Regions from separate parts of the Mus musculus genome. Here region 1 is linked to region 2. A link is a contact called in public ChIA-PET data. All regions are on one chromosome and are shown on one strand. Each heading gives the region's core, a stretch centred on a gene start, on an enhancer-like site or on the middle of the called end of the contact. The rest is flanking DNA. Distances are from core to core; before and after follow the strand shown.

Evidence for each region. ChIA-PET counts read pairs in DNA pulled down with a chosen protein or histone mark.
Region 1: an RNA polymerase II ChIA-PET map of memory CD8 T cells shows a contact between it and region 2, with 8 times the contacts expected there. The contact joins two enhancer-like sites. A contact is called at or near these places in 9 of 39 promoter capture datasets (the 3T3-L1 cell line, 3T3-L1-derived adipocytes, the C10 cell line and 5 more), 3 of 15 datasets of contacts at CTCF or cohesin (CD8 T cells, the NIH/3T3 cell line and large pre-B cells), 1 of 484 Hi-C or Micro-C datasets (bone marrow-derived macrophages), 5 of 115 datasets of contacts at active chromatin or transcription factors (the NIH/3T3 cell line, T-cell acute lymphoblastic leukemia, embryonic stem cells and 1 more) and 1 of 9 other capture datasets (embryonic stem cells).

Annotation. Positions count from the first base shown.
Region 1 is chr2:61,489,620-61,493,801 of GRCm38.p6, reverse strand. No RefSeq gene overlaps it. Among named protein-coding and RNA genes, the nearest start is that of Gm33753, 39 kb to the right of the region's middle. Within about 2 kb of position 2,906, at least 17 of the 459 cell types and tissues checked have an H3K27ac peak or open chromatin away from gene starts, as enhancers often do. A contact at or near this core is called in CD8 T cells and memory CD8 T cells, where this site is marked.
Region 2 is chr2:60,748,659-60,752,844 of GRCm38.p6, reverse strand. Rbms1 (RNA binding motif, single stranded interacting protein 1) reads left to right here. Exons shown (of 14, transcript NM_001141931.1): 14 at 1-892. Among named protein-coding and RNA genes, the nearest start is that of Gm33436, 58 kb to the right of the region's middle. Within about 2 kb of position 2,679, at least 26 of the 459 cell types and tissues checked have an H3K27ac peak or open chromatin away from gene starts, as enhancers often do. A contact at or near this core is called in CD8 T cells and memory CD8 T cells, where this site is marked.

The DNA.
Region 1 (4,182 bases), core at 1,657-4,156, 740 kb before region 2:
AGGCAGAAGGATTAGGAATTCAAGGTCATTCAACTATGTAGCAGTTTCAAGAGAAGCCTAGGCAAGCCTCTGTCTCAAAAATAAAATAAAATATATTTGCTCAATTAGAGAAACAGAAACACATTGTTCTGTGTGTGCTGAAAGTGGGTTCTAGCTTATTCTTGTGGATAGGCACGACGCGAATGCTTTGTCCAGGCCGTCAGAGCAAGCTGCCCTGTCTCATGCTGAAAGAGGCCATTTGTCAACAACACAGTGCCTGAGCCAGATGAACACCCTCGGTGACCATGTGTCTCATCATGTTATGATTTTTTCAAGAAGAAAATAGCCAGAAAATAACAACAACAACAACAAATACCAACCCTTCTCCAGATCAAAAGAACAGAATTAGGAAATTTAGGGACTTGAGTGGAATTTTGGTAAGAGACACAGTTCACGTCCGTGGGAACCGCCAACTATATTTTCCCATTTCACTATTATAATGAACATTTTCAGGTGATTGATAACACAGGAATCTCATTTATGCTTCGGGCTATTTTGAGTGTTTTTTTTTAAATTAGTTAATTAATTAATTAGCTAATTTTGTGCATGCTCGCATGCCCTGGCATGCCTGTGGAAGTCAGAGAACAAACATATTTTTAACCAATTCTCTCCTAACACCTTGTGAGTCCTGGGAATCAGAAAGGGGCTGTCAAGTTTGGCGCAGTTGCCTTTACATGCGGAGCCATCTCACAAGCCCAATTTTGAGTCCTTACACTATAGGGCTGAGTTATACTCAGAGAGTGAGCTGCATGTCATGTGGATTCTGTAAAACCACATGTGGAGAAGACACTTCAACAAACTAGTCTCTGCTCTTCCCTCGATTTTTTTTTCTTTTTTTCTCTTCTCTCTCTCTCTTTTTTTTTTCTCAGAATGTCTCACACAACAGCCAAATATACCTCTGCAAAAACAGAATATAAGTGCTAGTTCTGTGAACTCTCTCCTCTTCTCATGCGGCTCCTCCCTCTTTTATTACATTTAATTATTTTTTTTGAAAGAGTGTTACTTTGTAACCAATCTGGCCTTGACTCTCCAGTGCTGGGATTACAGGCATTATATACAACTGTGCTATTAAAAATGATGAACTAAAGGGGCTGACTCCTAGAGCATTATAGTTACATATATGTGAGGCACATGAGGTATGTATACAAAGCTCAGGGAGCAGGTACCGAGAGGCAGGTGGGAGGAGCTGAGTGATAGATGGGAGGGGCCAAGAGGTAAGTGGGAGGAGCCACTCTCCATAGACTGTTGTTTTTCCAGTACTAGGTCCTTAAACTAAAAGCCAAGACTCTCCCCAGCCCCCCCATTCACTTCAAGGGAAAGGAAAGTGATGAGGGTTGGAAGTGCCTTGACATCTTAGGGCACAGAAACGGTGGAAGGGCAGAGACACAACCTTCGAACAGCCCATAGACCTTAATTTACTCTTGTCTTGGATTGTTTTGACCACATTCTGACAGTGTTGCTATTCTGTTAGCATAGTGAGCCAGTGCCTCTGTGGGAGAGCGCCCCCTGGGGCCAGAGGTGCGGAAGGACAGCAGGACCCACAGGTGTTTTCTGTTACTGTCATTCACCTTCTATCACCAAAGCTCTAAGGAGAACTGCCATGGGCACTGACCACAGAAAGGGGAAGAGGACATCTGGTTGCTGTGTTTCCTTTTTCTTATCTTGCTCCATCTTTTCAAAGTGACCTTTATTCTACTGATCTAGACACGGAGTCTTGTCTTGTGCTTACATATTTGTAAGTATAGTTCTCTATTCATAAGCCTTGGTTTGGGGAATTTCTGTATTAGCAGGTTGTGTTTTATAAGAGTGTGAGCTGCCTGACCATGAACCCCAGAAGGTTTTTAAAAAAGTATTATTTATTTAATGTGTATATCTGTGTGCCTGAATGCATGTGTGTCCACAGAGGCCAGAGGAGGGCATTGGATCCCCAGGAACTGAAGTTACAGACAATTGTAAGCCTCCATGTGGTTGCTGGGAATTGAACTCAGGTCTTCTGGAAGACCAGCCAGTGCTCTCAACAGCTGAGCCATCTCTCCAGTCTGAAACCCCTGAGGTTTAGAAAGTCTTGGGTCCTGGTGATGAAGCTGGTAAGCTGCCTAAATTTCCGACAAGGACTTTAAAGAAAAAGAAGGTGTATTCAGAAGTCACTGTGCCTAGCGATAAGATGTAAATCTTGTCATCTAGATGTAAGGCGAGGAGTGGAAGCAGGGTCCACACAACTTCGTGTTTTGTTTGCTTATTTTGTGGCGATTCTCTGATGCTTTGTAAGAATATAGACGCTCTAGATAGAAATGCAGTGTAGACTTAGATACCGTCTTATCTCTAAGTGAATCACACAGCTTGAAAGGGAGTTATGTTCTGCACTAGAGCCCTCTGTAATGGAGCTTTTATTGGGAACACTAGGTTTTATCCTCAAGGTTCAGGCCCAGATTCATCCCGCTGATACTGGGTTCAGCACTCCAGGAGGGACGCTAAAATCAGAATATTCTGTGTTAGAAAGCTCCATTGCCTCAATGAGGATGACTGAGTCAGAGAGTCTCCTCATATGTTAGAGGGCTGTATCTCCTGTACCTTTTCAAACATTTCCCCTATTTCTCCTGACATCTGCTTTATGTTACTAAGATAGGTTTCTCTCTGTCTCTGTCTCTGTCTCTGTCTCTGTCTCTGTCTCTGTCTCTCTCTCTCTCTCTCTCTCTCTCTCTCTCTCTCTGTGTGTGTGTGTGTGTGTGTGTGTGTGTGTGTGTGCTCACACGCATATGACCATCACCTAGCTATTTCCTGTTTTGGATTTCTAGACTGATGCCTGCCTTAGAAAAGGCCAGCCTGGGAGCGTGTGAACACTCACACATTTTCTAGATGACGACGTGTTTCCATGAGGTGTAATTTCTCTAGAGGCTTCAGTAAGGCTAGAGGGTTGCTCTTTCTGAATGGGGCCTGAGACTACCGGGGCATGAATATACTTTGTAACTTCACTGGGCTTTAGCCCTGGACCTAGAAGTCAATGGTTCTTCTGAGATCTAGAGAGTTCCGAGAGGAGCTCAGGGTAACGGAGGAGCTAGAGTTACAAGCTTCTGTGTCAGCTCTTAGACACATACCTAGGATATGAGCAGGGAGTGGGTCTATCTGGAGCGCCCCCTGCAGGGCAGAGGACCAGTGTGCAATGTCTGGCCTGTCTCCTCTGGTATCAGATCTTTCTGATCCATGTCCTACTTAGCTTCAGACTTCAGCGCAACCCATGTTCCAAGCTGCATCTATCTCTCTGAATGTTTGGCCTGTGCCCTACTTCTGTGCCACCAACTGCCCACTGTCTATCTCCACGGCCTACCTCGGGCAGAACTAGCGGCTGGCTTCCTGAGAAACACAGTTCAGATTCTTTCGCTATAAAACATATATTGTTCCATATGAAAATGGGAAGATAATACTTAAAAATCCAAACCTCATATCAAATGGATAAAGCCTGGGGGGCGAGCACTAAGTGGAGGCGAGGACTTTATCTGGAGCCCAGGGAAGAATTAGAGTTGAAAACAAATTCCTCCTGATCCTAAGGGTAAAGTCTCTGGCCTGGGTAGTGACCTAGCATTCCTTATGGGCATGTTCAATCACCTGCCCAGGAGACTATCCCTACGAAGGTGGGCTCACCTGAAGTCACACTAAAGAGACAGGTAGCATAATTAATCCTTTAATGAGACACCGTACTTCCCATGCCCCGCCCCTCGCACAGCATCTTATTGGCCTATAATCACGCAGCTTAGCCAGTCTGCCTGGTTTTCTGAATTACTCAGAAAATCATAACTTCTCCTTTCTCTCTCTTTTATGAGCACACTTTTTTTCTTTTTAGTACTTGGGGTTTCCCCAACATATTGGGCTTCCTTACTCTTCGTCTAATGTTTCCCTCCACCTCGTTGACTTCTCGTCAGTCATGTGTCTGACCTCCGTGTCATCTTAGATGGTTGAGGACTCTGTTCATTCTCTCTTCCATCCACGCTCTCCCAGAAGCTGCAGAGATGGACAGTGTGCCCACCCTAGGAGTTTTTTTCCTTTTAAACTCTAACAAAAATTGTTCTTGAGCTTCCATTTGAGTCCACTCTCAAAATCTTTGATTAAGGGACCTTTATTTCCCCCACAGCAGAAGCAGCTGCCTGT
Region 2 (4,186 bases), core at 1,430-3,929:
AAAACTATTTTTGCTATAAGTTCTATAAGGTGCATAAAACCCTTAAATTCATCTAGTAGCTGTTCCCCTGAACAGGTTTATTTTAGTAAAAAACAAAAACAAAACGAAAAAAAAAAAAAAAAACGGAAAAAAAATCAAAGATTTTTATCAAATATAATGATGCAAAAAAAGAAAAAGAAAAAAAAAGAGAAAAAGAAAACTTCAATTTTCTGGGTATGCACAAAGACCACGAAGACTTATCCAAGTGCATGACCGGATTTTTGTGGTTTTGTTCATTTTGTGTTTAATTTGTCTTTTTTTTTTCAGCTGTATGAAATGGGCTTTCTGAAGTTTCAATTGTCCGACTTCACCCATGGTGTCCCGTGCTTGCGAGTGTCGCAGTAACTCAGTGTTGGCCTCACTGTCTTTGCTTAGCTCTCCGTTTTTTTCTTTCGACGTAGTGTGAAGTGTCTTATCCTTTTCTATGAATTCCAATTTGCCTTAACTCTTTTGATGCTGTAGCTGTTTCAGTAAAGTTAGTTCAACCTAATGATGTAGAATGCTTTGACCAAATGGGCTGGTCTAGTGCACCTTGTAAGCAGCAGCCTAGGGCTTTTAAAAGGTAGTCAATAAAAGTTGCTGAAATTTTGGCTTTTTTAAATATGTAGTAGGTGTTTTTAATGATTTTTCACATAGCGTGTAAGGTAGTGAAGTGCAAGGAGGGAAAACTGTTTTGTGTGAAACACATTTTCTGACTGGGGGGACTTTTAATAGGGTAAATTGTTTATAAGGCTGTACACTAACAGTTTCCCCTAATAGTGTGACTGATTTAGGATATCTGCTGTATGATGCAATGTAAAGTCTTTTTTGCCTTTTTTTCAGGAAGAAAAAAAAATAAAACTTAACGATGTTCTAGGTTTAGTGTAGGTAGCTGCGGGGATGGGGCGGGGGCGGGGGGCGGGGGAGGGGAGTCACCGAATGTTTTGTCCTTTATACTAACATAGTGCTTTAGAAAGAGAACCACGCTTGAGATCTGAGAAACCGATGGCGGGGGGGAAAATGGGGTTGCTGTTGAAACTAGATGGTGAAAGCTAAAAGTAAGGATTTCTCTTCAAACCTAAGCTGAGATATGACCAGAAGGAAAACGATTGGCTACGAGCTCTCTCTCTCTCTCTCCTTCTCCCCACCCCCCTCTCTCTCTTCCCCCCACCCCTCTCTCACTCTCATTCTCTATTAGGTAAATTTGAAAAACTAAACAAACAAACAAACAAATGACTTGGCACTTTTAAAGGTAACTTCACCAAAGACCGACGAGCCAGTAGCCAGCAGCTCCACCTATCTCAGCGTCACATCCTGTCTGTCCTTTCTTTTTTGCCGGACCAGTTTGCGGTTAGGAGAATGTGCCTTTTTTGTACCTTCGCATTAGGTTTTATAATTTTAACTGATGTATGGACTCACAGAGACAAAATTTAAAAAATTTAAAAATTAAAAAAAAAAAAAAAAAAAAGCAAGCATGAAGGAAGATTTGAATCCAGGCAGTGCCGCCCTCTGACGTCATCACTACAGGTGTTTGCGTGGAAAGAAAACCAACTTTGAAACTATGAAATTCCTGATTCATAAATACAGTTATTTCTACTTTAGTACATACAAGATAACTCACTGTTATTAACACTCTTTTTTATTAAGGCAGTTGCATACGTTTTCAAAAGCAATGGTGAATTAAGTTGTCTTCCAAAACTGTGTACTTGTCTGGTCAGCTGTACGTGATCAGTTATCTACCTCAGAGGCTATTTTTCTTTTGTGCTGGGACAGGTTGCTGGCCCTCCCTGTTTCCACCGACCAAATCCTCCTAGCTCAGGAGCTAGGGCTAAGCAGTTACTTCTTTTGAGTATTTTTTAGTTCTTAAATTTTATTGCTTGTATTTGATGATAGATGTCAGCGACATTTCATAGTTTCAAAAATCCTTGCTGCTCTGAAAGTGTAGATTCTAGTGAAAATTACATAGTCATAAGAGAAATGTGGGGTTTTTTGTTTTTGTTCTTGTTCTTGGTTTTGGTTTTGTTTCTGTTTTTGTTTTTTTTAAGTTGTGGTATTATTGGTTTTATGCTCCCTAAAACTTGTGCTTTGTGAAGTCCAGACTGAAGGCAGCACACCCTCCGTGGATCGAGTATGTTGATCAGCCCAAGACTCTCACTACTTGATATTTTTTTCCATTAGTTAAGACAGAAAGTTGATAGCTCAGTCAGTAGGGGAGGGGAGATCTGCTGCTAGGTATGTCTGAACTAAGTGCCATACTCGTCTGGGTCAGATTTGGGAAACAACCTCTGTACATATAAAAGAAAAAAAATGTCAGTTAAACATCACATAGTAGACAGCCATTAAATTATAAAAAAAATTAATTTATGAAGAAAGACCTTTTGTACAGATTGAAAAAAAAGATTTTCATAGAGATATCTATATGATCAAGAGAGTTAATTTTTTATTTTTGTTCTACTAGTGCTACATACTTGCCAGTGGTGACTTATTTACCGGTTCAAGATGACTCTGTAGTTTTCTTTCCTAGGACTTGTTAAACGCCAAAAGACATTTTTGAACTGTACATTTGATCAGATTGTTAGCTTTTTCTGTTTTATTTCTTTTGAGAACCTTTGAATAAAAACATCTGAAACTTTCTTCTTCCTGTCGGTTTTTTGAAAGTAGATGGAAGTCACACATCAAAATGTCACCTCACCTCTGACCTCGCTCGTCAGCTCAGTAGGCTGGTTCAGAATTGAGTTGAAAATTAGGTCAGATTCCATATGGACAGAAAATTCCATTTTCTTGAAAAAAAATAAGAAACCTTTCCACTCCTGTGTTGCTACTTGTTTAAATCTGTGCTATGACCTTAGATATCTATTACATATCACCTGGCCCTAAGTCCAGCCCGAACTACCCCACTCATGGTCTGCTTTGGAGCTTCTGGTTCTTTTGTGGTATTGGCAACAGTCCTTGGCCTCAGACATCCTAGGTGGTGCTCTTGCATTAATTACCCATTGCTTGGAACAAAATAAAGACATTTTCCTATTTGCAGCCAGCACTAATATGTCAAAATAACCTTATATTAAACCACAGCCTTTTAAAAGTGGGTTCTTTGTTCACAATTGGAGGCACCCATGATGCACTTGGGGGATGGGGATGGGACCTCTCTTTTCCCTCCCTGACTTGCTTTATTGAAGGCATATAATACCAAAAATTGACACCTACCCAAAGTAGAGTAAATGTTTTAATGGAGTTCATATGGTACTGTCCATATAGTTGACTCGACCAGAGTGGAGGGTAGAATTCCCACTACATTTCTTATTTTCAGTTGTTCAGTTGCTCTGTGTATGTTTGATGGAAGGCTGCTCATAAACCACAGTGCACACTTGGGAGTCAGGGGACAACTTGTGTAAGTTAAGTTCTGTCTCTGCCGTGTGACCCTAGAGATCAAATTCAGTCAGCTCGCTGCACCGTCCCGCAGGCCCTCGTTTCTGAATGACTCCTGAGGTCCGTGGCGTGCTGTCTGAATTAGGTAAGAGACATGTAGATCCCTTTACTTGGAACAGCTGAGAAACCCTATACCCAGTTCTTGATGGCTTCTTGAGCAGAGGAAATATGTCCCCTTGATGCTGAGCAATGCTTCAGAGACAAAGGATGCCACATCCCAGGCGGAGCATGGCTTCAGACAAAAAGGGCATTTCGGAACTTAAGGAATAGATGCCACCACGCTTACTAACTACATACCTATGTGCCCTTCCCTATGAATAACAGCAGAAGCCAGAGGAATCACTAAGTTGCATGGCATCGTAAGCTTTGTTAACCTAATAAGGTCTCACGTTCCCTGTGTATCCAACTGACTACATTAGACAGTCATCCCTTGGTATCCACAGGGGGTATGGGTCCTAAGACTCCATAGATGCCAAGATCCACACATACTTAAGTCCCTTAAGTAATAAATTTGTGGGGGCTAGAGATGGTTCAGTGGTTAAGAGCACTGACTGTTCTTCCCAGAGATCCTGAGTTCAGTCCCCAGCAACCACATGGTGGCTCACAACATCTGTAATGGGATCTGAGGCCCTCTTGTGGTGTAATGGAAGAGAGCTACAGTGTACTCATAAATTAAATGAATGAATAAATAAATATTTGCATATAACTGCCTATATAGTTTGAGTCATTGCTAGATCTTGTG